2 separate regions of the Sus scrofa genome follow, and region 2 is linked to region 1. The links are chromatin contacts, called in public promoter capture Hi-C maps. All regions are on one chromosome and are shown on one strand. Each heading gives the region's core, a stretch centred on a gene start, on an enhancer-like site or on the middle of the called end of the contact. The rest is flanking DNA. Distances are from core to core; before and after follow the strand shown.

Evidence for each region. Promoter capture Hi-C pulls out the DNA fragments that hold promoters and counts their contacts.
Region 2: a contact with region 1 is called in a promoter capture Hi-C map of liver, with 6 times the contacts expected there. The contact joins the promoter of KIAA1257 here to the promoter of ACAD9 in region 1. A contact is called at or near these places in 3 of 5 promoter capture datasets (fetal liver, fetal skeletal muscle and liver) and 10 of 47 Hi-C or Micro-C datasets (brain, embryonic fibroblasts, fetal liver and 4 more).

What each region holds. Positions count from the first base shown.
Region 1 is chr13:71,372,212-71,378,261 of Sscrofa11.1, reverse strand. It overlaps ACAD9 (acyl-CoA dehydrogenase family member 9, mitochondrial), which reads right to left and starts at 3,336. Exons shown (of 18, transcript XM_021069406.1): 1 at 3,092-3,336. The coding sequence starts at 3,241.
Region 2 is chr13:71,489,606-71,495,655 of Sscrofa11.1, reverse strand. It overlaps KIAA1257, which reads left to right and starts at 2,372. Exons shown (of 16, transcript XM_021069402.1): 1 at 2,372-3,066; 2 at 3,655-3,941. The coding sequence starts at 3,680.

The DNA.
Region 1 (6,050 bases), core at 2,087-4,586:
TTTTAGATGTACTAGATTGGAGATGCCTAGTAACATCCAAGTGCAGATTCTGAGTAGAAAGACAGACATAAAGAGAGCCTGAACAGTGTAGGCTGTAGCTACGGCTTAGCTGTGATCTCTGGCCCAGGAACTCTGTATGTTGCTTGGCAGGCAAAAAAGAAGGAAAAAAAAAAAAAAAAAAGAAAGAAAGAAAAAGGCGAGAAAGAGAGAGAGCCTGGAGTTCAGGGGAGAAATCTGAGCTACAGCAGTACATGTGCATCTTCAGAATATTGACAGTATGATACCAAATTAGATCATCAGAGGAATGGTTATAGATGAAAAGTGAGGTCCACAAAAAGCCTCAGAAAACTCCCAACTCCAACTGGGACAGTTGGAAATTTTAGCAAATGTTTATAGAGGTCAAGGAGCCAAGGAGGAACCAGCAAAGAAGTCTGAGAAGGACCAGCCAGTGACGTAGAAAAAAAAATCAGGAGAGGAGTTCCCGTCGTGGCGCAGTGGTTAACGAATCCAACTAGGAACCATGAGGTTGTGGGTTCGATCCCTGCCCTTGCTCAGTGGGTTAAGGATCCGGCGTTGCCGTGAGCTGTGTGTAGGTTGCAGACTCAGCTCAGATCCTGCATTGCTGTGGCTCCAGCATAGGCCAGCGGCTACAGCTCCAATTTGACCCCTAGCCTGGGAACCTCCATATGCCGTGAGAGCAGCCCCAGAAATGGCAAAAAGACAAAAAAAAAAATCAGGAGAGAACAGTTATTTAAAAGTCAAGAATGATGGGAGTTCCTGTTGTGGCACAGCAGAAACAAATCCGACTAGGAACCATGAGGTTGCAGGTTCAATCCCTGGCCTCACTCAGTGGGTTAAGGATCTCGCATTGCTGTGAACTTGGTGTAGGTGGCAAACGCAGCCTGGATCTGGCATTGCTGTGGCTGTGGTGTAGGCTGGCAGCTGTAGCTCCAATTCGACCCCTAGCCTGGGAACCTCCATGTGCCATGGGTGTGGCCCTAAAAAGCAAAAAAAAAAAAAAAATTAAAAGCCAAGAATGATGAACTGTGTCAAATGCCAGTGATGGGTCAAGTAAGGTGAGGACTGAGAAAAGACTTACAGCAGGCAGGTAGGTAGGTGTGAGCAGAGAAAAGGAAGCACCAGGCCAGGTGGCAGGAAACCATGTATCTTGTAAACAGCGAGGGTCCATGGGGGACAATGAAAAGCAGGAACCTCCAGAAATGGCAAGAAACCACATATTTGGGGTGTTAAGTGTCCTGAAGGCAGACAAAGAATGATGGGTAAAGGCATGAATCTGCAGAATCAAAATGTAACCTGTTGCTCAACATGACCTAATTATAAGAAAATAAGCCTTGCAAATAATAAGTTCCATGATGGAGAGACGTCTTGATACTTCCAATCAAGGCTAAATAAGGACAAACATCCCTCCTCCCTTCGGGAAAGTGGAGAGGGAATGAAAATCAGGGGATACAAACCCAAGTCCCTCCTTCCAATGAGTATTTGACCACTCATTTGCACACCCCTCAGAACCATCCTGCCAATGACACCCAGGGCAGCTGTTCGCCTGTCTGCCTGCCCATCCTTTTGGGGTGTATTTTCACTTAAATAAATCCTCACTTCACTTTCTGAATTTCCATCTCGTTTCTGAATTCCTTCTCTGAGGAGACAAAGTACCTTTCCAAGAGAACAAGACCACAGATGCAACAACAAGGAGGTCACTACAGGCGTGCATGAGAGAGCACCAGTGGACTGGTCAAAGCCTGAATGGTATGCGTTCAAGCTGCAGCGGAAGGTAACAAGTGATGATGCAGAAGAGAAAGGAGACAATTAAGGCCCTGGAGTAGTTGAAAAGACTTGGGGTCTAGGTGGCTTTTGCTGGAAGTTAAGGTCCACCCACGTTGATAGAGAAGGTAGACCACATGGGCACACATGGTGGGGGTGGGGTGGAAGTTCTGACCTGACAGCACATATTTTCTCAGAACAAAGGGAAGCAAAGCCAACAGGTGAGATGAGGATGAGGAGGTGCTGCCAGAGGTTTGGAGTAAAAGAAGCAAGAAAGATTTGTGTTCTTTCTTCACCTTGGCGGCAAAGCACAAGGTCCCAGGACCACACAGCTTCAGGTTCTGGGAAAAATGGTTTCCCTAACTTTAAAGGCCTAGTTTTGTACTTCCTACCAGGGCAAATCACTCCAGTCTGAGTGTCAGCTTCTGCATTTGTAATGCCTGACCACCTTAGAGAATGTTCTAGAGAAACCAGGGACTAACTCCCTAATACATATCAGCTACATCAAGGATGCACAGATTCCAGCCAAGCTCAAAGTGCTTTACATATCTTTTTTGTTGTTGTTTGGGGGGAACCTACAGGAGGGAGTCGAGAACAGTTTTTGCTCCTATTTTGTGTATGATCACACGGAGGCACTTCACAGTAGTAACCCCAACGCACGGGACTAGCAGGTACTGAAGCCAGCACTGACCACTTACTCTGCTGCCTCTTGCATCTGCACCGTATCGTACAGTTTAAATGCATTTCCACACATATACATCTCACTGGGGCTTTGCAACACATCTGTGAGGGCAGAACACAACGCTAGATCCATTTGAAGTTTGAAAGAACTGGGGCCTAAAGTCACAGAGCCAATGTTAAATCCAAGTCTTTCGACTGTTAAGAGCCTGGTAAGTGCTTAGTGCAAACGGCTACTAAGGGTTGGGTGGGGAAGGCGCCTGGGGACCGGTCTTCAGAGGAACCTGATAGGCGGGGTGAGGCGCGGGGACTTGGCTGTGGAAGCCGACAGAGGGGCGGCTGGGCGTGGACTGTGTGAAGGAATTAGAGAGGAAGGCCCCCAAAGTTCGGGGCCAGAACACTGCGTCGAGGGTTGCTTAGCGTCCACCTCGCCTGGGGTTTCCCAAAGCGACCTGGAGACCTTAGTTAGAACACCGGCCCCGCCTGCAGGGGAGTCGAAGAGTTAGCACACCTGCTCGCATGAGCGTTTGTCAGGCAGTTGTGGAGACTTTGACCGGGATCGACCGGCCTTCCCGAAAAGGGCAGAAAGCAAGAGGTAGAGAGCAAGGACGACCGGGAGGTTCTGCATTACCTTCTCGATTCTGCCCAGGAAGAGCTCCTTGGCGAAAGCTCGGCTGGGCTGACTGGTGCGCAGCAGTCGCCGGCTCTCGGCAAAGGCCACGAGGGCTCGGCAGGAGCGCGCCGCCGCCGCCGAGCGCAGGAAAAGCCCGCAACAGTTCATCACGCCAGAGACGGATTGCTTGCGTGCAGATGCCTCTACTGCTTTCCCAGCGCCTCACTCACGTGCTGCGAGCTCGCACCGCCCTATGACGCCATCGGCAGGCGCCTGCTCTCTCTGGCCGCTTTTGCGCCTGCGCGGCCTCGGGCTTCGGACAGAGGGTGGAGTCGCTGTCAGTTTAGCGGAGTCTTGCGGCGGCGCTGCGGGGGTGGCCTGTTACCTGAGTTATTCATCACTGCTTAGTATTTTCAAAGCCTGTCACCTGGGTTCTTCATCACTGCTTAGTATTTGCGGGTTTCAGCATTCAGCTTCACAAGGCAACGTTTGGTAACCGTTGCTTCTGTGAATTAACCCCTTGGGCAAAACAAAGGAAAAGTTATATTGCTGGGATTTAAGTTTAAGCTGGTGTGCATTAAGGAAAAGTTATATTGCTGGGATTTAAGTTTAAGCTGGTGTGCATTTTGGCCGCAATAAGCATAATCAATCAATCAGGTAATCCGATCCTGTGTCAGATCCTCTTGAGTGTTCCAACTGAAGGGCTCAAGGTAAGCCTGCAGTTGTCACCAGTGCATTTCCTGCTGAGAGAGAAGTTGGCTGATACCTTACTGTCCAGAGATCTTTGTAGAGGGGTATCCTCAAAGAATAATTTTATCTCATACACTAGATTATGCTGTCCACTATTACGATGTGTATTTGTCCCCCTTTGGGTACATTACTTATTATGGAAACATGGAGTCACTAGCTTGTTGAAAGCCACAAAGGTAAGGAGGTGTTATGGGTCGAACTATGCTCCCCCAAAAACCATTTGTTGAAGTCCTAACCCCATACCTCAGTGCACACTCAGCCTGAACTGATAGAGAATAAAGTTTGCTTGCCATTAAAGCTCAATACCTAGCAGACCACATTGTGATTTTCTAGGCAGAGACTGATATCTGTTCTCCTTTTTTGTTCTCGTATCATTTCTACCTGGCTTGCCTCCCTGAAGGCCCTGGCCTATACAGTCACATGTGATCATGGGAATGGAGTGCATGAAAAAATCCTCTCTGCATCATTCCTGGATGTTGTAAATTCAGGTTACAGGACCACGGAGACTTGGCATTAAATCAACAATTATTGATAATTGCTCTGTCTGTTCTCTTTAAAGGAAAATTACTCCTCTTAATTACTTAATAGAACTTGGCATTTACTTGAATTCATTTTTTCCCTGTTGTAATTTCCAGGAGAGATAAATAGGTAAAACTCATCTGAAGACCTAATTGTGTATTTTCCCTGCAATACACTGTACTGAATAGTTTTTTTTCCTTTACCCCCAAAGATCCAATATTCTCTTGCTGCCAGATTCTAGTATGTACACTGTAAGTACCCAGCACTGCCCTACAAATAGCTCCCATCTTAGCTGCTACCTACAAAAGGCTGACAGGAGTGGGTTTTCAGGACATCCAGCCAAAGGCGTCAGACATCTGGGATCGGATTCCAGGTTACGAGGAAAGGGCCACTTGGGATGCCATTTACTAAGAAATATTCCTTAAAATAAAGGCTGGTCCCGCCAAATGTGGATGAGTAAGTACTTCCTCAACTTGGACAAAGTCCAGGTAAGTGTATGAATCGAGCTCATAAGATAAAGCAGCCGCTGGTCGCTGGTCGCTGCCGCTGTGGATGCAAAGTCTTTTCAAAGGAATAAAAGTGTATTGTAAACATACAAACATATATTATAGCTATATTACAGCAGCTCCTTTTTTTTTTTTGCCACACCTGTGGCATGTGGAAGTTTCCGGGCCAGGATTGAACCCGTGCCACAGCAGTGACCAGAGCCACTGCAGTGACAATGCCATGGACCCTCAACCCACTGTGCCACCAGGGCACTCCAAAACCATGGAATTCTCAATAGGCTCAGGAACTGGAAAACCCAGGGCCTCTTGAGATAGGGGTAAAAGGATGTCTGAAATGGGGAATATTGGATAAAAGTTTATTGAGAAGCAGTTAATCAGGTCCCTTTTCCAAGAATGCACTGCCAGGCAACTGCCCCTCCCCTACCCCAGCCTCAATCTGAAAATTTATTCCTTGGGAAAGGTTAAAAAAGAGAAAAGAGAAAGTAGTCTTTAGACAGTGGCTCAGTTGAAGGCATGGGGTTATGCTGAAAATGGGCAAATTCAGCAATTGTATGTGAACTAAAAGTTGAGCTCTCCCCACATGCCTGCTCTGGTGCAGTTGGTTAAGAATCCGACTGTATTGGCTCTGGTTGCTGTCACTGTGGAGGAACGGGTTCAGTCCCTGGCCTGAGAACTTCCATGTGCTGCAAGTGCGGCCATTAAAAAAAAAAAAATTTGAAGTCTTTCAGCCCTTTTTACTCACTTATTTCCTACCTTTAGGGCAGAAGATTGGAAGGCTTTTCTCTGGGGAATCGGACCCCAGAGCAAATAAAGACCTAAAGATAATGTTACTGGGGACTCCCCAACCAGTTGTCTAGCCGGATCACCACTTAAAATAAGGTTCACCAGGAGTTCCCGTTGTGGCGCAGTGGTTAACAATCCAAATAGGAACCATGAGGTTGTGGGTTTGATCCCTGGCCTTGCTCAGCATTGCCATGAGCTGTGGTATGGGTTGCAGACACAGCTCGGATCCCGCATTGCTGTGGCTGTGGTGTAGGCCGGTGGCTATAGCTCCGATTAGACCCCTAGCCTGGGAACCTCCATATGCTGAGGGAGTGGCCCTAGAAAAGACCAAAAAAAAAAAAAAAAAGATAAATAAATAAATAAAATAAGGTTCACCAACAGCACTTCCTGACACTCCCCAAGCTCTGAGCCAGCTTTTC
Region 2 (6,050 bases), core at 1,123-3,622, 120 kb before region 1:
GTGTATTCCAGTAGCCTTTCCCCTTCCAACCTTGTGTATGTGTGTTTAGCACTTCCTTGCTTGTGGACGGTACTCTCCAGGCTGCCAGACAGAGAAGGTATCAGTGGTGAGAACTTGAGTCTTTGAGTCCTAACCCCCGCCTGCCCCACCCTGGGAGCTCACTGCCATTTGGTGACTTTTCCTCACAGCTGTTAAGGCTCAGTTTGCTTGTTTATATATTTACTTTTAAATTTTATTTTATTTTATTTTACAGCTGCTTCCATGGCATATGGAAGTTCCTGGGTCAAGATTGAATCCAAGTCGCAGCTGTGGTAACACCAAATCCCTTTAACCCACTATGATGGGCCAGAGATTGAACCTGACCCCCTGCAGTAACCTGAGCTGCTGCAGACAAATTCTTAATCTATGGCACCTTGGTGGGAACTCCCTATTTAATTTTTTTTTTCTTTTTAGGGCCACACATGATGTATATGGAAGTTCCCAGGCTAGGGGTCAAATCGGAGCTGCAACTGCTGGCCTATATCACAGCTATGGCAATGCTGGATCTGAGCCACATCTGCTACTTACACCACAGCTCACAGCCATGCTGGATCCTTAACCTATTGATCAAGGCCAGGGATTGAACCCTCATCCTCAGGGACACTAGCAGGTTCTTAAATTGGTGAGCCACAACGGCAATTCCTAATTTTTATTTTTAAATTTTATTGAAGTATAGTTGATTTACAATGTTGTATTAATATTTACTGTACAGCAAAGTTATTCAATTATACATATGGTCACATTCTTTATCATTTTCTTTTCCATCATGGTTTATCACAGGATACTGAATTTAGTTCCCTGTGCTATACAGTAGGACCTTGTTATTTATCCATCCTATAAAGACTAGTTTGGAGTTCCCATCGTGGCTCAGCAGTAACGAACCCAACTAGTATCCATGAGGATGCAGGTTTGATCCCTGGCCTTGCTCAGTGGGTTAAGGATATGGTATTGCCGTGAGCTGTGGTGTTGGCAGACGCAGCTCGGATCCCATGTCGCTGTGGCTGTGGCGTTGTAGGCCGGCAGCTATAGCTCTGACTCAACCCCTAGCGTGGGAACTTCCATATGTCACAGGTATAGCCCTAAAAAGACACACACACACACACACACACACCCACATATATATACAGAAGACTGGTTTTCATCTGCTAATCCCAAACTCCCAATCCTTCCTTTCTCTACTGCCTCCCCTTTGGCAAACACGAGTCTCTTCTCTATGTCTGTGAGTTTGTTTCTGTTTCATAGATATGTTCATTTGTGTCATATTTTAGATTCCACATATAAATGATATAATATGGTTTGTCTTTCTCTTTCTGACTTAGTATGATAATCTCTAGGTCTATCCATGTTGCTGCAAATGACGTTCTTTCTTTTTTATGGCTGAGTAATACCGCATTGTATATATGTACCACATCTTCTTTATCCAATCTTCTGTTGATGGACATTTAGGTTGCTTCTATGGTACGACCACTATGGAAAACAGTATGGAGATTCCTCAGAAAACTAAATATAGAACTACCATATGATCCAGCAATCCCTTTCCTGGGCATCTATCTGGATAAAACTTTCATTGAAAAAGATACATGAGCCCCTATGTTCATCGTAGCACTATTCACAATAGCTGAGACATGGAAACAACCTAAATGTCCATCAATAGACAGATAGTTTTGCTCTCCCGCTATGGATAGGTTCTTTCTCAGCCAGGGCCTGTTAAGTGTGTGTGTGTGTAGCCTCAGCTCCCCACCTCCATCCCCGCTTTTTTTTTTTTTTTTTTTTTTTTGTCTTTTGTCCTTTTAGTGCCCCACTCGCGGCATGAGGTTCCCAGACGAGGGTCTAATCAGAACTGCTGCTGGCCTACACCGGAGCCACAGCAGCGCCAGATCTGAGCCGCGTCTGGGACCTACACCACAGCTCAGGGCAACGCTGGATCCTTAACCCCCCGAGCAAGGCCAGGGATGGAACCCACAACCTCATGGTTCCTAGTTGGATTCGTTTCTGCTGCTCCACGACTGAACTCCAGCTCCCCTTTTTGATTAAACTACTGGAGATCGCCTCTGAACCAGCACCCCCCCCTCCACCCCGACTTCAGACTCTTCATGGCTTCCCTGACCTTGCCAGTTGTTTTCATCCCGCTGGCCCTTGGCTTATGCTGTTTCCTTTGTCTCAAATGCCCTCTCATGCTTTCACTGTCTGCCAAACCCCACAGTCTGGCTTTTGTCTCTTCCTCCATGAAGCCGGCCCCGACCCGCCCCTCTCTGGTCAGCTGCCTCTGTGATGTGTCTCTTCCCCCCACCCCTTCAGTGTTCTCTGCTCTTCTCGACAGGAGCTGGGAGCGGGGGAGGATCAGATAGGCTGGATTTCAATCCGGTGCTGCCACGCACTTGTGTAGCCTCAGATAAATGGCTTCATCCCTTTAAGCCTCAATTTCCTCCTCTCTGATTTTGGGGGCTCATGATAACAAAACAGAATTCTCGTGATATTTTAGGGGTATCAACGACAAAGGCAAAGTCTGTATGAGAGGACAGTGGGGTGGGAGGGGTGATCAGTGTTTGCAGAGCTTCCTTCTCCATCATCACAGAACGGGAAGTGGAGGTAGATGGAGTTTAGGTGGGGAGCCAGCAACGACTCTCCCCGGTTCTGAAGGTGAGGGTCAGGCAGATAATAGGTGCTCACATTCAGAACAGAGATTCCTTAAAGACTGTATGGATGAGTGAATGACTGAAGGCAACTGGTTCTGCATTTGGATACGCTTATCTTTGGGACCCTGTCAGTACGTCTGCCTGCCGGGGACCAGAGGCTGAGGAGGGAAGTCCCGCCTCCCGGAGCGGAGCCCCGCCCCCGGAGCTGTTGCAATGCCTAGCAACGGCCAAATACAGTTGCGCGGAGGGTCTCAAAGGCTTCCCTGCGAGAGCCTCCTCGCGTGGACAGACAGCGTCCTTGGAGCCTCTTCTCCTAGGCGGCTGTGTCAGTGGATTGACACTGAAGTCCAAGTCCACGCAGCTCCAGCGCATCCGCTCGCAGGTGCTGCAGGTAACCCCCGCAGCGCCCTGTCCCCGGCTCCATCTGAGCAGTCCCTTCTTAGCATCTTCTGGCATGCGGCCTCCAGGACCCAGCAAGTTCAAGTCCAGTCGTGTCTTGCTTAGGGGGTCCTCGGCCTTCTTGACCTGACCAGGTTCTTGTGCTGTCCCCAAATGGCAAGCTCACACTGCTTTGGCACAGCTAACCTGAGGCCCCCCAGCAGAAGCACAGGATCTCTCCTCAACCCCTCCCCCGTGGTTCCTGGGAAAAGGCACTCACCTGGAGCAGGCGCTCCAGAAATGCCGAGCGATTAACTCTGAGTCTTGAAAGGACCAGCACCTGGGGCCTGGAGGCTCGGCCTCTGAGTTGGAGAAACCAGCTTGGCTCATTGTCATGATTGCTGATGGCACCAGCACCGTTGCCTGTGGTTCTCCATTCTGACTCTGAGTGCCTACTGTGTGCCAGGCAGTGTCTGGGCCTGGGCTAGTCAGCCCAGAGCAGGACAGGCACGGGAGGAGGAGAAGCATAGTTCCCCTGCTAGAGTCAGGGGCTTACCCGCTGTGGGCAGCGGTGATGACAGAGTGCCTTTACTCCTCTCAGCCGGGAGTGCCAGCGCCTCTGCAGCATGTCCCTGCACGCCTGGGAATGGGAGGATGAGGACCAGGCCAGCATGGGGCCCATGTCGTCCATCAGTAGCTTTTACGGGTCTGAGAGCCAGTGTGAGGCGGAGGAGCACCTGGTGGTCAGGGCCTGGGCCCAGGAGTCGGACTCTAACCATCCGTGTAGCAGCGAGTCCTCAGACCGGCCTGCCAGCACATTCACCTCTGACATGCCCCACGTCGTCCCCTGCAAATTCATCATCTCTCTGGCCTTCCCAGTGACTGCTGGTAAGTGTCAGATTACCGCACAGCACCCCCTGTGCGGGGGGGGGGGGGGGTGGGGGGAAGGGGGCGGGGGGGGGCTGGGGGGCGGGGGGGGGCACTCATGGCCTGCTCCCTCCGAGACTCCCCTAAGTGGGGTGGCCGCTGCCAGGAGCAGAGGTCTGGAAAGGAACTGCCATTTTAGGGGGCCTCTGTGGGCGGGACAAGAAGTGGTTGTACTGGCTTCAGACTTAATTCTCTCAACCCCCCAAAAGCAGGTGATGTTATTTCAGCTTTTTGCAGATGAAGAAACAATGGTGAGGTTAAGGCATTTGTTGCCATAAGCTGATTGTGTGTCACCTAATTCCTTGTTTAAAGGCAGGTTCTCAGATGTACTCAATCAACATCTCTGAGTGTAATTCTTCACCGTATATAATTACCATTTTTTGTTGTTGTGGAGGTGAGAACATTTAAAATCTACTCTCAGCAACTTTTAAGTATACAGCACAGTATTGTTAACAAGTCACCACACCATATATGACATCCCCAGAATCTATTCATCATCTCACTGAATGTTTGAATCTTTTGACCTCCTTCCTTCTTCTTTCAATAAATAATGTTTAAATACAAAACAAAAACAAAATCTCGGATTGTAAAGGTGATCACTTGCTGTTGGAAGAAATGCTGTGTAACAAACCCAAACAAACTCTCCAACTCAGGGGCTTCAAACAGGAGTCCCTGTTCTAGATGAGTGGGTCTACTGGCCAGGCTGCACTCCCTGCAGTGGCTCTGCTCTGCTTGTGTGTCTCTCCTCCTCCTCCAGGCCTGTTGGGCAACCCTGACACACTCTTGTTATGAACAGGCACAGGCACACAGGAGGGCAAGCCGGGTCACCCCAGTACTCTGAAGGTCTTTGGGCACCTCCCACCTCTGAACATTTTATTGGGCAAAGCAAGTCACATGGTTGAACCCCAAAATTAAGGGCAGAGAAAAGTACTCCACTTTTTTTTTTCCTTTTTTTCTTTTTAGGGCCGCACCTGCGGCACATGGAGGTTCCCAGGCTAGGGGTCAAATTGGAGCTGCAGCCGCCAGTCTACACCACAGCCACAGTCACAGAATGCAGGATCTGAGCCGCGTCTGCGACCTACACCACAGCTCACGGCAATGCCAGATCGCCCACCCACTGAGTGAAGCCAAGGATCAAACGTGCACCCTCATGGTTCCTAGTCAGATTCTTTTCTGCTGTGCCACGATGGGAACCTCTTTTTTTCTTTTCTTTTGCCAAAGCACTCCATATATATATATATATATATATACATATATATATATATATAATTTTTTTTTTTTTTTTTTTTTGCTACTTGAACTGCCCCTGCCCATGGTGATTAATTTCAGCTTCACCTTGTAGTTCTGTTGACGGTTGTTTCAGATATTTTGGAGGCTGTTTTGTTAGGTGTATACCATAGAAATGACCTATCTTTGGGTGAATTGAACTTTTTGTCATTACATATGACCTCCTCTATCCATAATGAAGCCTTTTATTTGTTTTTTTCTCCCTCTTAACTTTTTGGATCATGTACCTTGCTCCCACCACTCTTTTTTGTGGGGCGGGGGCACACTCCTGGCATGTAGAAGTTCCCAGATCAGAAATTGAACCCATGCCACAGCAGGGACCCAAGCTGCTGCAGTGAGAGCTCTGAATCCTTAATCTGCTAGGACACCAGGGAGCTCCCACAGTGATGCTTTTTATCTTTGGTCTATTGATGTCAAGCAAAATAGCTTGGAAAGGGGGTTCCTGTCGTGGCTCAGCAGAAGCGAATCTGCCTAGTATCCATGAGGGCACGGTTTGATTCCTGGCCTTGATCAGTGGGTTAAGGATCTGGCATTGCCGTGAGCTCTGGTGAAGGTAGCAGACACAGCTCAGATCCAGTGTTGCTTTGGCTGTGGTGTAGGCCAGCGGCTACAGCTCTGATTCGACCCCTAGCCTGCGAACCTCCATGTGCTGTGGATGTGGCCCTAAAAAAAGACAACAACAAAAAAACAAAAGTCTGGAAAAAGACATTTGCACATCCCAGCCAAAGGAAAAGTGGTGCTGACCTGATCACCTTTAACCCTCACATCTCTTGCAGGGTCTTC